3 separate regions of the Athene noctua genome follow, and regions 1 and 3 are each linked to region 2. A link is a contact called in public Hi-C data. All regions are on one chromosome and are shown on one strand. Each heading gives the region's core, a stretch centred on a gene start, on an enhancer-like site or on the middle of the called end of the contact. The rest is flanking DNA. Distances are from core to core; before and after follow the strand shown.

The links. Hi-C and Micro-C count contacts between places; a contact is called where the count stands out from the background.
Region 1: a Hi-C map of heart shows a contact between it and region 2, with 2.9 times the contacts expected there. The contact joins the promoter of NDRG3 here to the promoter of PHF20 in region 2. A contact is called at or near these places in 2 of 2 Hi-C or Micro-C datasets (heart and liver).
Region 3: a Hi-C map of heart shows a contact between it and region 2, with 3 times the contacts expected there. The contact joins the promoter of RALGAPB here to the promoter of PHF20 in region 2. A contact is called at or near these places in 2 of 2 Hi-C or Micro-C datasets (heart and liver).

Annotation. Positions count from the first base shown.
Region 1 is chr16:477,966-481,444 of bAthNoc1.hap1.1, forward strand. It overlaps NDRG3 (NDRG family member 3), which reads right to left and starts at 1,882. Exons shown (of 16, transcript XM_074920496.1): 1 at 1,771-1,882.
Region 2 is chr16:329,535-333,113 of bAthNoc1.hap1.1, forward strand. PHF20 (PHD finger protein 20) reads left to right here and starts at 1,540. Exons shown (of 23, transcript XM_074919861.1): 1 at 1,540-1,649.
Region 3 is chr16:496,916-500,298 of bAthNoc1.hap1.1, forward strand. It overlaps RALGAPB (Ral GTPase activating protein non-catalytic subunit beta), which reads left to right and starts at 1,630. Exons shown (of 30, transcript XM_074920089.1): 1 at 1,630-1,759.

The sequences.
Region 1 (3,479 bases), core at 632-3,131, 150 kb after region 2:
AAGACACATTTCAGTGCCTCGGTGTGCCACGCCAAGCCAAGCTTCAAAATCCCAAAACAAACAAATGAAATTGGAACAGTCACTGCCAGTCCTGAGCCCTCTCCACAATCCCAGTCTAATGGCCAATAACCCAAATGAATCCCAGTGATTGCCTTGCTTCTTCAGGAGTCTGCCCCCAACTCAGCGAGACACATCTGATAAGCTCTGCTCCCCTTGTCCAAGTAAATTATTGTGCTAGAAAAGCTCCACGCTGATACTAAACTCAGCTCTTAAGACTTTATATTTTTACTTTTCACCATAAATTGATACACTGGTGCTAAACAGTCTGACAGGCTTCAGAATTGGAAGGACTGTTGTCCTCTTGCTTCTAGAGAAAAGGAAAGGCAGATGCTGAAGTAATGAGCCCTCAAGCCCACCTATCTGAACACAGGAGACCCGGGACTGTGCCTGACAAAGGAAGCAGAAGCAGGTTCTTCTCTGCCCCCATCTTCTCATCAACTCAGTATTCAAGCAAAAAAACTCTTCTGGGCTTCCCAGATGCAACCCCCTGACACTCTACCAGACCCTTCCTCTTCTCCAGAGCAAACCCGCGCGTGACCGAGTTGTTCCAGTTCTCCTACAAACTTTGACTGTGATTTACGTGCTGTGACCGCAGAGTATCGCAGCTTGATCACGCACCAGTTCAACTCCTTGGACTCGAGAGGAACCAAAAACCAGATCAGAGCCCAGGCTCTCAATCGGCAACGCGACACCCCAAGGCAAGTGCCCCCGAGCCAGCTGACGGGCACCCCCAGCACCTCCCGGGGAGCCGGGGACAGCGCTGCGCTGCATCGTCTGTTTTGTAACGCCGCATTTTCTGCACCAGACATTATAACGAAGATTTTTAAGCCAGTAAAAGCATCTGACTTTGCTACAATGTTTTGAATTACTCCCTGTGGCTTACATTAAATATAAAAAAAGAAACGGACATTGACCTAAAGTGATGACGCAAGTCAACAAAAAAATTTTTACAGGCTATTCCCTTCCCATTCACACACTGACAAGAATGTACCAAATTAAAGAAAAACACCCTGTTTTCGCCGTCCAAAGTAAATAACGCAACTGAGAATTTTGAGATCTGCATACCAGAAAGAAAAGCTACAGATAAGAGCAAGCAAAGAGCACGCTAGGCCGTTATTTACATGAAAAAATCATCTCCACAATAAAACCTGGGGCAGTTTCGAAGCGCTTCTCCTTTTCCCCAACGAAGCCCGGTATGACGAGAGATTATTTCCTAAACCCAGCTTCGGGAGGGAGCGGTACTTTCCTCCGGCGTCTCATAACAGCAGAGGAGCGGAGCCTTCCCTCAGCGGCGGCCTCTCGGCGGGGGCCGCCTCAGCAGAGACCGCCCAGGCCCCTGCGGGCTGCGGCCGCCTCAGCGAGACCCGCCCGGGGAGCAGCCCCGGCCCGCTCCGGTGACCCTCCCGGCGGAGCCATGCGCCGGCAGAGCCCTGGGTCCGGGGAGAGCGGCGGCCGCGCCCGGGAGCGGGGCTCGGCGCGACAGAGGGTGCTCCCGGGCGCGGCCGCCGCAAGCCGCTGACCCCGGCTCCTCGCCCGCCGCACCGGCTCCCGCGGAGCCGCCGTACGGCACCTACTGCCGCGCCGCAGCCAAGCGCCTCGGTGCCGCTGCGGCGGCGCCCGTGAGCCGCGGGGGACGCGCGAGGCCGGCCGCGGGGCCGTCCCGGGGCGTCCCGGGCGGCGGGCGGGCCCGCGGGCGGCGGCGGGGCTCACCTGGGCGGCAGGTACCTCCGCAGCTCCGGCCGCCGCGGCACGGGGCGCTCTGCGCCTGCGCCGCCGGCCCGCACATGCGCGGGGGCCCGCGGGGGTCGGGACTACAAACGGAGCGGCGGGAGCGCCGCCATCTTGGGGCTGGGCCTCGCCCGCAGCCTCCCGCCCGGGGGGGTGGGCCCCGGCCGCCCCACCGCGGCCCGGCGGGAGATGGCGCCGCCGGCCTCCCCACAGGTGCGCGGCCCGGCCGGGCCCGGTTCCACCCCGCCGCCTCGCAGAGAGGAGGCGGCTTCTCGGCGCTGCTAGGCCGCGGACAGCCCTGAGCAGCAGCTCACCCCGGGCGCGGGGACTCGGGGATTACCGAGGCCGGAGACGGGCGAATTGCAAGCGAAGGGAGTGAGTCTGCTGCAGGCCTTGGAGCTGCTCCAAAGCCTGAATCACCTCTTGGCTTTTGGTTTGGTTTGTTTCCTCCAGAAGTAAGACTAAATTCTTGGTAGGGCAAATAAATTTGCTTGTTCCTTTCCCCACTGGAGGTTCTGGCAACGCGTGAGTGTTGGGGGAGCCCTCGCCGAGGCCCGGGTTATCCCTCAGTTCCTGTGCCCTGCCTGACCCCAGGCCATGCTCCTTCCCTGAGGGTGGCCGTCCCAAACGGGCAGCAGGCTCTGTGCGACACCCACCATCTCCAGCCCCCTGTGCTACCCTCGACCTCCTGCGCCCCTTTTTTCCCCCCTCTTTAGGAGCGTCTCCAGGTGGGAATACTTGGTTCTCAGGACAGCGTGGCATCCCTACCGCCTCCCACCTTACCCTTGGTATGGCCCTGCCCCAATCATTGAAAAACAAGGTATTACCCAAACTTAACCCGTATTCTGGTTTCTGGTGCCACCCAGTGGTCCTACGTACTGCTGGTAACGGAGGAGAAGACGCAGAGTCGAGACACAGGCAGGTAAACCATTCCCAAGTGTGCTCCTAGTAGAAAAGGAAGAGCACTGGACCGCACTGCCACTGGGGTCATCCCAGCCTTATAGAGCATCGCTGAGTGCCCAGTGCTCCCCTCCTTACCCCTCAGCCCTTCCTCACGTCACCCCCTGAACTGCCTGTGAAATCCTGCCACCTCCCTCAGCACCAGCCGCTATTTATCACCTTTCCCCATTTCCCTTTTGTGTCTAGCAATTCACGGGTAGATTCTCCCACCCCATCCAGCTACCTTAACATCAGGCCAGGGCCCTCACATTTGCCAGTGGTTTCCCACTTTAAGGGGACATTGGGAGAAGCTGCTCTACTAGGGAAACCTCCACTCCTGCGGCCACAAGTAGCTGCAGTCTGACCTCCCACCACTGAGACCTGGGGAGGGCAATATAGGAAACACAGATGGAGGCACTTCAGGTGAATAACACCCCTGTAAGCTGGCGGACAAGCCCAGCTCTTTGGCCTTGTTAGCCACATGATGCTTCCCAGGTGTTGGTAGCAAGGTGGAGTACATTGGTTGTCTCTCAGGCTCCTGGTGCTGGAGCGAACGCAATTCTTGCCCAGGTCTCAAGTCTTCAGAGACCACCCTGCAGATCTGGGTGATTCATGTCAGTAGGTTACAGTATTGAATGCCAAGTCTGCTTCCCAAGAGGCAGATTCAGTTCAGCACCACAGAGTTAAGCAGCGTTACACACTCACTCAAGCCTGGAGGCAAGCAGCGCTCCATTTTACCACCCCTCCTCCCA
Region 2 (3,579 bases), core at 290-2,789:
TGATCATGCTGCTATATGCCTGTTTAAAGAAACAATTGACCAGTAAAATTGCAGTCAATCAAATGATCGAGAGAGGTTCCTATTATTCCACCAGAATACAGTCTGCCACCAAAATATGCTGAAGCAAATAATAGATTCTAAGACAGCAATAAATAAATGCTGTGTAGAATAATGTGAAAGTATTGAAATTTTCAACACTTTCAAAGGGGGGAAATGTGACTGATTTGCCATTAATTAGAACAAATTGTGTTTGATTCTAATATGATTATAGAATTATGAGAAATATTTTAGTAGAAATGGTATGTTTACATTTATTGTATTTTGCACATTTAACCAGCAACCAAATGCTACTACTAAATCCTCTGTACAGCTCTGTACCAAGGCTGAAAGAATTGGTCAAAATCACCTGGTAGGAACGTTTAGAACCCAAGATAACAGGCTTAAGGTTTAAGATAATTTGGTTGCAGCAGATACAGTGTTTACTTATAGGAGTATTTTATGACCTAGAAGAATGCATAGAGATGTCAGAATCCAGAATTAATGGGAATTGGGGAAAGTCAACTGTAGCAACTTGTAAGTACTTGCCAAGAAACAGTGAAATTAGGGAAAAGGTAATTCCGGCCGGGGGAGATCGTGACCACCGACTCATGGACCCCCGGCCCACATTACACCCCAGAGCCATTTCTGGCTATTTCTGGGTTCTACTGCTCAGAATCAGAAATGGGAAGAGAATATATTGGTTTAGTGTTTATGTATGAATATGCATGGCTGAATCCTGTATCAGATGTATGGTTTTGGTGCTTGGTGTGTGCTGTTAGCGAGAGCTCTCACTCGCGCACCGGCCGTCAATAAAGGAATGTCTGCTTATCTGCATCACGCTGGTGTCGGCAAGTTCTTTGTTCCGGGTTTCGGTGACAGTGTCACCCTGCGTGGTTTCGGCCCCGAAACGCCTCACGCTGCCGCACGCAGAGCGCTCCGCGGCGGGATCTGCGCGAAGCGCGGCCCGGCCCGGCCCGGCCGCGGGGCTGTTCTCCGCGGGGCTGTTCGTTCTCCGCGGGGCTGTTCTGTTCTCCGCGGGGCTGTGCTGTTCTCCGCGGGGCTGTTCTGTTCTCCGCGGGGCTGTGCTGTTCTCCGCGGGGCTGTTCTCCGCGGGGCTGTTCTGTTCTCCGCGGGGCTGTGCTGTTCTCCGCGGGGCTGTTCTGTTCTCCGCGGGGCTGTGCTGTTCTCCGCGGGGCTGTTCTCCGCGGGGCTGTTCTGTTCTCCGCGGGGCTGTGCTGTTCTCCGCGGGGCTGTTCTCCGCGGGGCTGTTCTGTTCTCCGCGGGGCTGTTCGTTCTCCGCGGGGCTATTCTCCGCGGGGCTGTTCGTTCTCCGCGGGGTGCGGGCGGGGCCGTGCCGGGGGTGCCGGGAGCGCCCCGGCCCGCCATGGCGAATCCCGCCCCCTGCGCGCGCCGCCGCCGCCACCACGCGAGGAGAGCTCGCGCCCGGCCGCCGGGGGGTGGGGCTACTAGGCCCCGCCCCCTCGCCGGCGGCGCCGCATCCAGGCGGCCATTTTGTGTCGCTGCGCGGTCGGTGGCGCTGGGCTCGGCGCGGAGCGGGGCCCGCGGCGGTTCGGCTCCGTTCTAACTCTTTCTCCCGTGCAGATCCCTCGGTAAGAGCGCGGCGGCGCCCGGGGGGTGCCGGGCCGCCTGCCCTGCCCCGCGCTGCGGGCCCGCGGCGAGGCGCGGGGAGGGAGGCCGGGCGCGGCGCGGCTGGCACGCGTCCCCGCGCACAAAGGGCCGGGCCGGGCGGCGCCTCCTGCGCTGCGGGCCCGGGGCGCCGAGCGGGGGCCGCTTCCGCCTCGCCGCGGGCTGGTGCGTGAGGCCGGGGGCCGCGGGCTGGCGCTCGCCCGCCCGCTCCCTCCCTCCTTTTCTCCCGCGCCCGGCGGCCCGGTGAGTATGTGCGGGCCGAGCGCAGGCGCCGAGGGCCCGGCCGGCGGGGGCGGCCGAGTGACCTTGCGGCGGCGCCGGGGCCGGAGCCCGAGCCCGTGGCGGGGCCGTGGCCGGAGCCGGAGCGCGGGGGCTCTGCCGGCGGCGGCCGGGGCTGGGCGGGCGCGGGCGGTGCCGCGGCGGTGTGGGGGTCGTGCGGCCGGGAGCGGGTCCTGGCGGGAGGCGCGGGCGCGGTCCCGCTGTCGGCGCCTCGCCCTCCCGGCGCGGGAGGAGGCGGCTCGGGGCCGGTGCCGGTGGGGCTCGTCCCGGGGAGGCTCATCGGGGCCCGGCGGCTGCGCCTCGCCCGGCCGCCGGGGGACGAAGCGGGGAGGAACCTCGCGTGGGGCAGGTACCTGCCCCGCACGGTGTGCCTCGTTGCCGGGGTTGATTCCCGTAGGCGGTTCGGCTTCAGCTGGAACCTTCTGGCCTTTTTGTGTCCCGTGCGGTCTTGACCCCATGTTCATCTTGCTGCATTTTGTCCCTTTGGGGTGTCTTTATGGAACAGAAATAACTGTGGAGCCTTACAGTAACCTGAAAGCTTCTTTGTGTCACACCTGTTTAACGCACAGAATTGCACCATATTCTTTTTCCTGACAGACCTAGTTTAGAATATGACTTATTGCCACCAAGATGGATTACTGTGCTGGTTGGCTTGGCATGGATGTCAAACTAGCCATAGCAGGGCTTGGGTAGTTGGAGCAGGTTGTCTGTACAATTTTGAGAAACAGTGAAAATCTTTGTGGTACCAGAGGTGTTTCTGTGATCTCAGGCTATTGTTTCTAGCTTAAATGCTTGAAAATAGATCAGGAGGGATATTTGAATGTTGCGTCCAAGCTGGATAAAATAACTATCTTCTTTCTGTGTGCAGAATTTGGTGTTGTTTGCAGTAGGAGAATAAAACCGAATGTTAAAAATGATACTAATGGTTTCAAGTAACCTTTTGTAGGTATTTGTATAGAAGCTTGTAACTGAGCATCTCTATAGCAGATGCTTTTGACCTGAGTTCATGTAGTTTTCTGTGATTTCACATGACCAGTTTCCAAAAAAAGCCAAGTCAGAAGGCCAGCAGGGAAGATCACTCATAGTATAATTCTCCATTTAATTTTTGTGTGACTTGTTTAGTAGTTCTGGAATTGAAGGTGGCTTAGATGAATACTCAACTGACCAAAGTCAGTTCGTGGAAGAGTTCAGTTTGCATTCTTACTGACAAGTTCGTTGTTGTCTCCTGAATGGAAATAAAATTTTACTTGAGCAGTCTGAGAGTAAAGTCTGCTTGCCTGTAATCCAGAGTAATTAATTAAGGTCACGTTGGGAATGAAGCTGGAATAGTAATTGTTTATAACAGTGCTGCCTTGACTGAAATGCAGGAAGCATGTAATTAATTCTTACCTTTAATTAGACAAGTTCTCTGAAGCGCTTTCTTTTGCTCTTGTAGTTCCTGGATAACCTAGGCAGTGATATTGACCTAAATTCTCCCCCTTGGTCAGGAGAGGAGGGTGCAATTCCTAATTTAATTGTAGGGGATGACAAATTCTCCATAACTGCATATTTTATTTTTAACTGTGTCTCTAGAAGCTCGGTATTGTGTGTAGCTGTAATTTGTCAGGCCTTGAC
Region 3 (3,383 bases), core at 380-2,879, 170 kb after region 2:
CAGCCCTGAGGCCATTCTCAGTGGTTTTGAAAGTAGTAGTAGTGAGCGCAAAGGAAAAGAGCAGAAAGGTGGCTAGCCACGGGCTGCTGCAGATAAACTCTGAGATCCCTTCCTTTGCCACTGTCAAGCTCCATGTAGGAGACTTGAAGGCCTGTTTGCACCTCTGATACAGCAGGCAAGGGGTTGAGAGGAAGATGGCTCAGCAAGCAGACTTTGTTTTGGGGGCCAGGGGAATCTGTGAGCCAGCTCTGCATGGGTTTATTGCATCATGTCTCTGCATGTGTGGTTGTTGGCACTCTCAGCCTCCACTTGTGCATCAAACTCCCTTTCTACTCAGCCTTCTCAGTTCTTGCTGCACATTCCACCCCAGCAGCCTCACTAACACCTCTCCAGAGGACTTATTTTTATTACGCACCAGAGATTCATGGTACTATGAGGGGTTGTGTCCTGTAAGGGTCCCTCACCCTGCTCAGGGGCAGAACAAACAGGTGGAACATATTTAAACTAAAAGCACTGAGTAAATCTTTAGTGTAAAACTCTCACCCCTTGCTGTCAGCAGCCTCCCATGCACAGGGTGTGTAGGACAGGGGTACAGTCTGTGCTGTGATACATGGTGTTCCTTCAGTGGGTGGCAAGAGAATGGGTCAAAAGTATCTTCGCAGTCTGCTGTTTGTTTGGGCTGACATTTTCCTGCTGCACTGCACAAGGAGCAGGGCAGGTAAACGCTGCAGAAGGGGCCTGGAGACGCGGCCCCTGCGAAGCAGCCGGTGAGCGATCTGTAAGCCGGGGCTGACCTCCCCAGCGACCAGGGAATATTGCCGCCGAGGCGAACACGAGGTGGCCCCGCGGGGGACAGGCAGCCGCTCCCCATCATGCTGCTGCCCTGCGGCCCATCGCCAGGGCCTCGTCCCTCGCGGTCTCTACCGCCACCTCCCGCGAAGCGGTGCCGGGCCGTGGGGCCGCTTCCGCAGCGCCCCGCGCTGCCTTTTGTGTTCCCATACGGGTAACCCGGGACAGGAGACCCGGGACTTTCAGAGCCTGCAGAGAACTTTTACCAATACCGAGGGCGGGGAAGGGCAGCAGAAGAGAGCGGGCCGGGAATAAAGCAGGCTCGGAAAGAGAGGCACGGCCCGCAGCAGGGGGAGAGCGAGCTGGCGCCGCTCGTTGCCACCTCCCCAGCCACGGCTCCGCCGCAGGTGGACTCGGCCGGCAGCGGTGCCCGCGGGCAGGGCGAGGGCTAGGGCTAGGGCCAGGGCGGACACCACCGCCCCACAGAAGCTCCCCCGGCCGCCCCGGAGCGCTCAGCCTGGCTGAGGCCCGGCCCCGGCCCCGTCCCGCGGGACGACAGCCGCTCCCCGGGCCCGCGCGGGGGCCGGCAAAACCCCGGCAGGGCCGCGGGGCGGGTGAGGTGCGCGCGGCTCCTTTAACAGGAAGTGCGCGTGGGGGCGGGTCTGCGCATGCGCACGTTGCCTCCCCGCGACTTATTCGGCGCCGCCGGCGGAAGGGGGCGCGTGGCCGCGCTGGGGACCTGCTGCGGGTGCCCGTGCGCATGCGCAGAGCGCCGCGGGGCCCGGCCACTCGCCGCGCGTTTTGTGGCGCTGCCGGAAGCGGCGGCGGGCGCGGGGCCGAGCGGAGCAGGGCAGCGCGGAGTGGCGTCTCCGCTGTGTCGCCTCGGCTGCCGCGGGCACCATGGAGCCGGCGGCCTGAGGGCGGAGCGGCCGGCCCTGCCCCGACATGCCCGCCGGGCTCTTCGGCGCAGGTAGGGCGGTCCGGGCCCTCCCGCGGCGGTGCTGCCCGCGCCCCGGCCCGCTCCTGCCGCTGGCGGGGCCTGTGGCGGCGGGGCGCCGCCTGGGAACCTCTGCCGCGCTGACCTCTGCGCTGCCCGCCACGGGGCCTGGCCTGCGGGCACGGTGGGGCCGGGCCGGAGCGGGCGGGGGGCGCCGCTTGCCCCTGGGTGTCTCGGTGGTCGCCTGGGGCCGGTGTCGTGGAGCCGCCGCAGGGTGGGCGGGAGCGGGCCTCCGGCGACCCCTTTGCACTAGCCCGCGGCCCCGAGGTCACTCCCGGCTTGTGCTCTCCCCCCAGCTCCGGGGGCCGGTTTTGAGCCGCGTTTCGTGTTCCCGAATCGAGGCGTGGGGTGTCACCCATGCGTGGTGAGCTTCCTTCCCGCCGTGTGCCGGCCCCCACAGGCAGGAGCACGGTCATGAGAAAAGTTTTCGTCGCCGTTTCCATGCAGACCTACTTACAAATAATATGATGGTGCCTTCTGTCCCTGGGTGCAGGCTTCCCGGACTTCGCCGTGATGCTGCTTTCTTTTGCTTATTTTTTGTCTCATCTGATCTTCAGGGCCTGCGGACAGTAGATCTGATTTTTTTTGGAAAGCAGTGAACAGCAGCAAAACCCCAGCAAGGCTTGTTGCCTGGGTTAAGGGACAATTGGTTTCAGGAAATCCCTTCCTGGTTCAGCAGTTTGTAGAGTTGCACAAGAAACTGGACTGAGGAAGAAGTGCAAATGTAAAATAAACTGTTGAGTAAAAATTATCCTCAGTCTGGGTGAGGGAAATGCACTGTTTTGTGGTGGAGCTCATTATGTGGTTTGTGGCATAAGTAAAGGGTGTGAAAACTCCTTAAATTCTCAGATGATCTGCCTGGAAGATAACTTTCTCAGTCTTGCTTTTAATGATAAGAAGTGCTGGTGTCTGAGTAATGAAGCTTGAAAGCAGAGTAATAGCCCAAACATGAAAAATTGACTGATATTTTTGCTTTTTATGTCTCTATTAATCTTCAGATATTACAGAATGCAGTTTTTAGGCAGCTGCCTTTGTGGCAGGATCCTGTTTCCTACTTTGGGAAGGTTGGTGTCCAGTGGTGATCTCAGGAACCAGAGTGGTGATGGGGTCTGCAGTTAGTGAGCAGGAGTGCTGGGGAGAGGGAGACTCAAGCCCTGGGCTTAAATGGCACCTTACGTTTGAGAGTTCCCTGTGTCAGATTCACATATTAACATCTGCTATAGTTAGCTGATAAAATCAGACTAGTTCATCTTCCCTGAGCAAGGAGAGCTGTGATTCTCTTCTAGTCAGTAGCACTGTGTCTGAATGGCCTGGGAGAGGATGACACGTTCCTGTTTTTTCTGTGTCTGATCTCTTCCTGCCTTGAATCTAGACTTTTTTTTTTTTTTTTCCATTTAATACTAATTCAGGCATGCATTTCTGTTTATTCATTAACAAAATACTGACTTAACAAAACACTAACTTTCTGCTAGTGTTTCTCTCATATGAGTCTTCTCTTTGACTCTTGCCTTTTTTATTTTTGTGCCTGCCATCTGCTCTGCCTGTTGTCCTTTGCAGGTAGTGTGTGCCTAGGGCAGAGCCTGCCTGTTGGATGGGC